Regions from separate parts of the Gasterosteus aculeatus genome. Here region 2 is linked to region 1. The links are chromatin contacts, called in public Hi-C maps. All regions are on one chromosome and are shown on one strand. The core of a region is the stretch at or near the end of the contact, and the rest is flanking DNA. Distances in the headings are between cores, read along the strand shown. Region 1 holds the start of dera (deoxyribose-phosphate aldolase (putative)). Region 2 overlaps arhgef39 (Rho guanine nucleotide exchange factor (GEF) 39).

The links. Hi-C and Micro-C count contacts between places; a contact is called where the count stands out from the background.
Region 2: a contact with region 1 is called in a Hi-C map of skeletal muscle, with 13 times the contacts expected there. The contact joins the enhancer-like site here to the promoter of dera in region 1. A contact is called at or near these places in 4 of 6 Hi-C or Micro-C datasets (skeletal muscle, tail fin and whole body).

What each region holds. Positions count from the first base shown.
Region 1 is chr4:23,195,236-23,200,250 of fGasAcu3.hap1.1, reverse strand. dera (deoxyribose-phosphate aldolase (putative)) reads right to left here and starts at 2,430. Exons shown (of 9, transcript XM_040174493.2): 1 at 2,175-2,430; 2 at 520-617; 3 at 150-297. The coding sequence starts at 2,205.
Region 2 is chr4:23,536,432-23,541,446 of fGasAcu3.hap1.1, reverse strand. arhgef39 (Rho guanine nucleotide exchange factor (GEF) 39) reads right to left here. Exons shown (of 12, transcript XM_078101410.1): 8 at 2,519-2,736. Among protein-coding and RNA genes, the nearest start is that of braf, 13 kb to the left of the region's middle. Within about 2 kb of position 3,001, at least 4 of the 9 cell types and tissues checked have open chromatin away from gene starts, as enhancers often do.

The DNA.
Region 1 (5,015 bases), core at 1,181-3,680:
TGTGCAGGTGTGTTTGTATAAGAGTTCTCTGTGTTGCTGAAGCAATATAGAAGGATTACACAATAGTTAAAGCCAGTTCCTCAAGACACAGCAAAACTAAAACAGCTCATCACAACATCTACTCCGATCTCACGTGTATAGCAGCAGACCTTTGTCGTGCATGTCCACCGCCCGAAGCAGGTCATGTCGGACCGGCTGGATGGCTTTCAGGCACAGCCGGTGGACGTTGGATGGCGTGTCGTCTCCAGCGAGAGTTGTCAGGTCGATGCAAGTGACGGCCTTCAGCAGCCATGCGGCCTGCAGGCCAGAAACACGGTACGGGTCAAACCCAACAAGTGTCTCTGCTGTCAGATACAGAGTTACATACCACACATAATGCAGTTTTGTGATTCAGAATAGAGAAGAATGATATATAATATGTATATAGATGTATACACACAGCAACATGGTGCATTTATTTATTTATCGTGCCCCAATAGGTGTGGCACACATTGGATGCAGGTGAACGAGGAGCTCTACCTGCCACTGTTTCTTTGGGATCTTCTGTGCTTGTACATGCTGGGCTCTCTTCAGTACGGCGTGTGTGTTAACCCTCACTTTGGATATCCACTCCAGGTCTGACGTCCATGAGCGAAGAATGAAGGAAAAACAAATACATTTTGAAATGTGTGTTTAAAGTTCTGCGCAAAATGTTCTGTACTTTTTTTACCACGATCCATAAAGACTGAAATGCTTTACTGCTGATTTTGCACTGGACTACATTTTAATTCATCTTACCAACATACAGTACCTCTCAAACTGGCATTTACACATGTACCTAAACATCCAAGACAAGCAGCAATAAAGTATTATTCTTAAAAATGAATTTAGACCAAGAAGTATGGCAAATTATTAGAATATGCTCCCAATTCAGTGATGGTCAAACAAAATTGAACATGAAAAAAACAATGTTGTTTAATGCATCACCAGTTTTGATGTAATTAAGAGAAAGAAAAGATTTTTAAAAACTGTTCGGTCTGACATGGCTGAATTAATCAAAATGTGACTTCACGCCCTTTGTTTTATGGGAACTGTGGTAAGATAATAAAATTTGTTAGTATCTATGTTCATCCAATATAGACACAACCCCACTGTGTGTTTAGCCTTACTTAGCACAAGGCTAAATGACGTAATTCACAGCGTGTATTTGGAGTGGTTGGGTTCTGTCCGCTTGGTCCAAGTGCACTGTTTTTAAACTCATTTTACTGGGAGCACAACCGCTCAAATGGTACCAATGTTGTGACACAATTCTGGGGAAGGCAACTCTCTGTATGGATTAGGTGTCCCTTCCATCACTTTCCATCAAGTGTGTCACCCACCAACAAGGGGGTCTTTGAAAGAAAATGCAACTAAGATTATGATGGAACTGAAACAGCATCAGAAGAAAACTGCAACATGTCATCAAGCCGCTAAAAGAAGAACAGCAGTCAGCTGAGCAGGGCTGTCATATGACATTATTAAGCTACATGGTCTAACTGCACTCACGTCAATCATTTACTATTATATTTCACTATATTTTGCCTTAATATACACCAACGTTACAGTTAGATTGAATTCAGTAAGGTTAAGTGAAATGTGAAACGTCCGTGTGTCTGTTACAGTGTGTATGTTACTGTGTGTCTGTTACAGTGGGTCTGTTAGTGTGTATGTTAGTGTGTTACAGTGGGTCTGTTACAGTGGGTCTGTTAGTGTGTATGTTACCGTGTGTCTGTTACCGTGTGTCTGTTACCGTGTGTCTGTTAGTGTGTCTGTTACCGTGTGTTTCTAGTTACAGCGCGTGCGCGTTATCGTGTGTGTGTGATCGTGTTTGTGTTGTCAGGTCAGCTTACTTCCAAGATAAAGTTAACGTAATGTTACTTATTAAACTGAAGTCAAGGCTACGGGAAGGTTAGCCTAGCTAGAGTACTAAACGATTATTTTAAAACAAAGCGCATTGCAATAAAACGGGGCCATGTGATGTATATTTTACAATGTTTTAACAAAGCGCATACTGCATCAATAACGATGGCAAATGGCAAACGGTCGTACAGCAAATGTGACGCTGACGTCTGATATCCATATGTGCACAGGAAGTGACCCGACGTTATAGCGGGGGCAGAAGTAAGTTCTATTTTTCAGCTGATATCGTTACCTACCAAGCGTTGTCCCAGGGTTCCTGGCCGACATGTCAATGGACGCGATACTATTTATTCACGGGCAGATTGATATTTACAGCAAGAGCCACTGCTAGTCCAAGGTCCTATCAACCTTCTCTTTTTGTCTGCGACGGCACAGGGCTGCGGGGGGGGGGATTCCGGAAGAGGACTCCCTCCACAATAAGGCACAAAAAAAACAGCTCGTGTTCCTGTGCAGCTAATTTACCAACGGAACATGTACAACACAATCGGAAAGCCGCCTCACAGCAAAAGCGTGAGTGAAAAATCCAGAGATATGGTGCTCGCAGTTTATAGACACTACGGTATTGAACATTTGGTCAGAAGCCTTGTTTATTTAGCCATTGTGAAGAACAAAAGCCTTAATGGGAAAGTGTGACACTCAGAAACTATTTTTGGTGTTTGGTCCATCAGCAGGCATTTAACAGTGCACTGCAAAAAGAGGCACAAAGCCCAAACCTCTTACCCCCGAAGGTCCGCTGTGGATCCGGAAGTGGATCAAACCCAATAGTTCTACAATATACCATCAAGAAAAAAACGTAATAGAATAATGCCACATATTTCTGGAAACATCAGAGCCTGGGCTACAATGATATCAAAGCTGTTTGTATATGCTCCAAACACAACTCAAGCAATAATTAAGTGTATGAAAACAAATCCTAATATTTCTCATAAAAAATCACTGCCAAACTGCACATTCCGTCCACCATCAATCGAAGCAACATGCTAACAACATCAGCCAACGAAATAGCATCTTCACCTTTCAATTATCATTTTTTACGTTTGTCATTTTCCCCTGGGTAAATAATGTATATGTTTGGTTAGGTTTTTACAGTTTGTATTACTTTTTGTTGTTGTTGTGAAATGATAGTTTGGTACAGGAGAAAATTCAAATGGGACAAATGGTTAACCTCGGCTAAACTCTCTGTCCTAAAGGCCTCTCTATTTGATCTGCTTCACTCCATCAAAGTAAAACTTTCCACAGATACTGTCCACAAACTGGGTTGTGACCCAGACTTAGATGGGTTTATAGCCTGGTTTCTCCGTGGTTTTTAGTTATGGAGACCCTGTAAGTGATTTTTTTTCAGGTGGATTCTAGAAATTTAAAAAAGAATCTGTGTGCCATCTCACAAGGGTTCCCGTTTATCCTATAGAAAAGAAATCCTCCAAATAGACAAAGTAGTTACAGAGATATTGGCTACTTTTTTCAGAGCAGAGGCCCAAAACCAACTCGGAGTGAAACTTGACAAGTCAGGAATCATTACTTCACCTTAAGACTGACATCATTATTTTACAGCTACATCAGCTGCCTATAGATATACCCTTTGAAAACTTTATAATAGAGCTTTGACACAAGGGTTAGGTCACAAGGGAATAGCTGTGACATCATCATAATGATTGGGATTCTTCTTCAGTGAGAAATCATCCGTGGCATCCCAGAGCTTCCACTAGATGCCAGTGCAGTGCAAGTTCTTAAAACTCCTTACCTTTTTTTCAATGGGGTTCAGAACTCAAAGATAGAGACCTCAAATAGTTCTTTGTCTTCACATATTCAAATCTTGCCTTTAGACCATGTTAACATTACGGTGGAAAGTCATTACATATCCGAGTATCTAGTAAAGTCTGGATAATTTAAATAATGTGTTTTGTACTGTTTGGTTTGAGAATACAGAGTAATCCTTAAAAAAACGTTGCACCAAGCATTGAGAATGTAGAGTAGGTCCTGGGTGAGCAGCAGGCTCAAACCCCCATGTCCCGTGTGTTTTGTCACGAGACACATGAGGTGGAACCACATCCAGGTTCACCAGAGCTGGGATTTTTGCAGATCTTTCTTTGCCAACTTTGAACATATTTTTGTCAACCTAGTGATAGAATTTTTCGTGAAACCACCTTAAATAGTTTTTCAAAACCCGTTGCCTCATCTATGTTCACACTGCCAAATAATGTACACGTGCATCTTCCACGTGTGTCTTTGATCCTTGCAGAAAAGAGAATGGCGCAAAGTTATGCCACTTAGGATTGTTTTTTTAGCGGGAAGAGGAAAGGGGGGTTCTCCCTACCACTGCGGCTCGGTCGGCCTTAGGAGCCTGTGCCTCATTAAATTGAGATCACGCTCAAAGCCGGGGGGGGGGGGTCATACTGAGGCACCATATGAATCACAGAAAGAGTAAGAGGAGAGAGGATGTGTGGGGGGGTTGTTTCTCAATGACAGGGCTCTGGTGAGAGTGACGGAGCACTGACTCACTGAGGAATGGAACCCGCTGGAAGTGAGTCCATGGCCCTGTCTCTAAGCTGCATGCCATTCTTGGGTCCACTGGACTGAACGTACAGTAGTAGGCCTGCTGCAGTAAATACACAGTTCCTCACCTAACCTTGACTTCAGTAGAACTTTGTTTGTGGAGGTGCTCCAAAGGTTAACATGTCTGAGCCTGATAAGTGGTTTTAGCTGGTTTGTTGTTGGCAATCCAGGCAGCCGCCATGCAAAAAGGGCTTGAGCTTTTTCACTAGGAAAGGAGAGCAGGGTAATCTTTACCTCGCAAGTTTACAAGATCACACATTGCAGGTAAAAGGTGATGCCTTTATGCCGGAACCCGCAGTGTTGCGGATGGATCAGTTTTACTACAAGGAGCTACAGGCAGAAACAGGCCTGGTTTATGTGAGCACGAGTCCATATGCATGCATCAATAGCATTATCACAACTGGACCTGGTCGTCTGTGGGGTTTCAGAAGTGTTATGGTCCAAAAGCTGGGCTTACATGGGGGGTTCAGCAGATTGCCCCTTGTTTGGAATACAAGCAGAAAAGCAAGATCTATTCTATCTCT
Region 2 (5,015 bases), core at 1,752-4,251, 340 kb before region 1:
GAGCAGTAATCAATAAGGCACTCATTTGCGTGGCTCGAGCCAGCTTCAGAATGTTCTAGTCTAACATACCAAAAGGATTTGTTCAATCCCAGACAAAAGGGGCTTTTACGGCGACATAATTACACAGCGGGAGCCATTACATGGGATAGAAATGAGGCCTGCAGAATATTAAATGACCCCTCACATTTACCTGCAATCTCTACAAAGGAAGCAAGCTTGTTGACAGGTGACATATTGATTATTCCCATGCGTATTTGGACAGAACTTACTAAAGAAAAAGATGACGTACCATCATCAAGTAATATCTAATTTCATAGTTCAGCGACTGGGGCCGAACTGAGTGGCGTACAATATAAGGCCCTCGCCACTTGGGGGACGGCGGTTGATGTAAGCACAAATAGAATCCACTTCTATTCCGATGCAGTAATTATGGATTTGCCATTGTCCAATCTGACCCTCTTAAGTAAAAATGACTTTTTATAATAAGAGACGGAGGAGCACGGAGCCTCATCGGCACACAGAATTTAGCTTGATTATTTATACATCAAAGGGAATGTGTCAAGGATGTGAGAAAATATTCAAGCAGCAAGGAGGATATTAGGGGGAGGAAGCATGTAGATGGAGAGGGGGAGGGAGAGGGACGAGAGAATAAGGAAGGTCGGCAGATGGAGGGACAGGAGACAAAGGATGAGGAGGAAAAAAATGTAAGTTATGTCAAATAAAAGCTAGCCGTCGACAAACATGTGTGACCAAGAAAAAGGTATCGTCCCCCCCTTTTAACAAAAAGGTATCGTCCCCCCCTTTTAACAAAAAGGTATCGTCCCCCCCTTTTAACAAAAAGGTATCGTCCCCCCCTTCAGACTTTGCATATAGATTGCCATGGCATTTACAGCTGTCAAATTAAATTTGCCTTTAATTCTTCATGGCCCTGGACGAGGAGGGCCCCGGAGTGCTGACAGCCCTTTTCCTTGAGCTCAGGAAGGGGCCCGGGATCAATAATGTGTCCTTATGAGAAATTATGTGTAACGCTATCGAGTATGCATTTGAGCCTCGGCGGGATAAGAGGCTAATGAAATGCCATTTCTTCCATTAGATAACGCGAGGCGGCTCAGCGACAGGCCCTGAGGAAGATGTATTTACTGGAGGGCCGGAAGAGACTGATATGCAGTCTAATCTGATCCAGCTACTTAAAGATTCTGGTACAGGCAGCGCGCATGCACGCACGTACAGAGAATAATCACCTAATCATTAGTCCCTTGAAGAACCTTTAATTCTCGCAAGCAACGGCAGCGGCTCATGACAACGAGTCCCACATCTTTTGTTTATTTCTCTGGACTAATGAATGGTCCAGAATCCTATTGTCTCATCACAGGTCTTAATTCAACCAAATTATAACACTTTTGAGGCTAACGAACATGTGTATGCACTACTAAAAGTTTACGTATCAATTACTCATTTGATATAAATCAGAAAAAGTCTTCAATCAAATACACATTGAATGCAAATCCTAGTTTTTTTTTAGAAAAAGGGGTTGTTATTAATTTTAATTAAAATACTGCCGAGTAGTGCAAAATGTTTGAAATGATTCTACCTTTCACCAACAGCTAAAAACATAAAACTTGTTACCGCTGGTACTGGTTACAGCTTCTTAAATGTGCTGCATTCCTCTTTTGGAGGTTGTACATAACAATAAGAAAATCATTGAGAAAACATGAATTCTAATGTTTCACTTGTGTCAGTAGCGTAAACTGTTGGTGCTGTGAAACGTCACGGCGAGGGGGACAGGACTCCTCACACCTCTGTGCAGAACAACAACAGCTCCTTCTGCCTACATTAATATTGATACCATGCAGCATTGTATTAAACACTTCCGTTCCTCACTCAATGCCGCAACTCATTCCTTTGAATGTTTCATGACGGCAGCTACTTAATTTGGACACAATTTGTCAGTCGGCATCTGTGCCGAGACCTGGTTAGACGGATCAGACCGAGAGGAGAGACGAGTTCAACTTCTGGAATACTTGGACAAGGGTTTGAAGTGATTAAAGAGAAATCATAGCCAAAATACATTTTAATCCAAAAACCTCTTCAAGGAAGATTATACAACAGCAAGTAAGACAAATCAGAGCAACATTTATTGGAAGTGAAAATTAAATAATGCTAAGGACTCACTTGTGTGTGTAGTCAAATCAATCAACGATCAGATGCCTCCCAACCTGTTACCAAACCAACACTCAGCGTATGTTCAACTTTCCCCAATGTTTTTAACACTTTTTAAACACTTTTTTTTACTTTTTGGTGTTTAAACCACTTCAAGACACCATGTGAAAAATGTATTATGTATGGCTCAGATTTTCAGTACCCAACCCTACCAAACAAGGCTCTCTTAAATGTAAACCTATCCTACCCTCACTTGGAAAATATATTAAAGAAAATGCTTAAAAATATTCTTCCCACCTCATCTAAAATCTCTGACCCCTTAACTTAGTTACATGACCACCACCGGCCTGACACTCACACTGAGCAGACCTCCCTGGCTCCTGGTGTGGCCAAACACCTTCTCCACGCTGCAGCCCTGCAGGGGGTAGGCGTGCTGGCCTGCAAACTTGTCTCTGCTGGTGAGCTGCAACTTGGCCTGCAGCAGCATGTCGGAGAACAGGAAGAACATCCTGGGCGTCGTGTCCGCCCCTTTAGGAGGAACCACCGTAAGCCAGCCCTCGCGGATGTACCATCTCCCTGTGAGAGGAGGGAAGAACACATGGAAACAGAGACAATCGTTATCCAATACAGCTGGGACAGATCTCACCTGTAATAGTAGCAAAAAACTTTTCTCACAATTTGGTGAGGTTTGGGCAATACAATGTAGACGAAGCTTTATCCACAAAAAAAGTGACAAAGCTATTAGAGGCAACAACTTGATTATGTATATATACAGTATATTTTTATTTTTCCCATTAATGGGACTTAACAGTCCATAGACTTATATATTCTTACATATGAATAGCATCACACAAGGCCTATGTACTGTATAGTATAAAAGCGAAATATAGAATTAAAACCAGTTGCAAACTGTCAAGTAATTGCACAGAAAAATGAATAAAAGTAAAAGGTAAATAGTAAATGAATACAAAAGTGATCAGACGTCTCTTGATAAGGTTATCATGAACATACAAGCTATCAATCTCCTTCCTATAGCCAGCTACTCGGCTGATGAATAAACTTGCTAAACACTGACTATGCACTAGCCTGGACAGCACGCTAGCGTCATTAGCATTGATCGCTACCTTGATATTATAACTATCACCACGTATATACAATAGTCTATGTAGCGAGAACCAGAAATAAATTACACATCAAGCTAGTTGACATCGGTCACACTCATAATTATTTACTTTGACTAGCCATCCGTTAAACTTCAAGATCTGAAGAATGAATTTGTGACAATCGTTATCCAATTTCTTCATTTAACATGGACGTTACAACATACTTTTTGTGCAACAGTTGTGTTTTTTATTTTCACACTATAGAAAAAAAATGAATGTACACTTATTGTGCCAAATATTTTTGTTACTGTAAAGCATACAGGCACGCGTGAAGACAAATAACATATTTTATTAGCAAAGAGTAATATACAGGACATTCTGCGAACATTAGCAGGCTTTTCATTTTAAGCTAACTATTGCCAAGGCTACAATTATATAAGTCCCAACAAATGATAGATGATCAATGATTGAAGCTTGAAGACATAGCGGCAGATATTAGACCTCTTGCTGATGTCTGGTCAATGATCATGGAGGTACTGGATTTTGTATGCTTATAACGCAGTTAACATTTAATGTCCCATGCTGCTCAGCTCAGTTTCTTTCCAGAGGTTGTCAACATTAGAGATCTTAGAATGGAGTTATTTTTGATTTAAGGTACTGTCAAACCGCAATGCTGGATAACAAAATGATTAGAACATAATAAATAGCAAATTTGGATTAATCACATGCCACTGAACTGCAAACAAAGATAACTTCATAACATTCAGATGGACCACCAATGCAGGTTCAACCAGCATCAATGTCAGTATGAAAATGGTTTTAACCTTGCACAACTGCAGAGAATACATATAATGAGAATAATTAAGCCATGTTGCATTGAAAAAATAAATGAGGATGAAATAATCTAAGTAAGAGGTAAGCAGACTGTGAAGGAACCTCTCATCTCTTCCTCCTTGATTGGCAGCGGCGTGATGATAGCTAATAAGCAAGAGGCTGACATTTGGATAGATAAGATGAGAAATATTGCCTGGTTGAGGGTGTTTTTGTAATTTCAGCTAGCTTGAGTGGCCGAAGCTGTGCCTCTGGGGCGAAGAGCGAACATTTTCAGGTAGACAAGCCCACTAAGATTAAGTGGCCGGGGCCAGGAGGGGGTCAAATTGCTTTTAAAATGCCACGGGTCTCAAATCGAACCATCAGGAAACACACCGTGACTCTCTCAGGTGTTGCATGGAGATTGGTTTTGATTTTAATTAAAATTATTTAAAATAAAACCTGCTTGAGCCTTATACAACCCTTTAAAAGGACACAGAACAAGAAGTCATTATGGATGTATTGTTACAATAACCACTCAGTTCAGGACAAACAGGAATTAAGGAGAAATGTAGTGGAAAATGTCCACACTAAACAGATCCCTAGCACCCTCAGCTCTTTCAACTGACGGACCTGAGGCTTTTATCCTTTGTTGTAAATGACATATTACATTGTAGGGAACTCAGTGTTTCCTCAAGGTTTAGAGCTTTGGGGGGGAGGGTGCTCTTTGAGTTTGTTTAAGGTATATATATTCAAGGTATAGACTTGTTAGATTCTATAGATTACTTCGGTTGTGATCTGGCCATGTATAGAAAATATAATTAAACTAAATTAACCTGACTTGTGGAGAATATAATGGTTGGGGACACTAACTATTCACCGGTATATATGTGTTTTCTGGCCTCAAAACCGCAGTAAAAGGACATTTTACTAAATTGAATG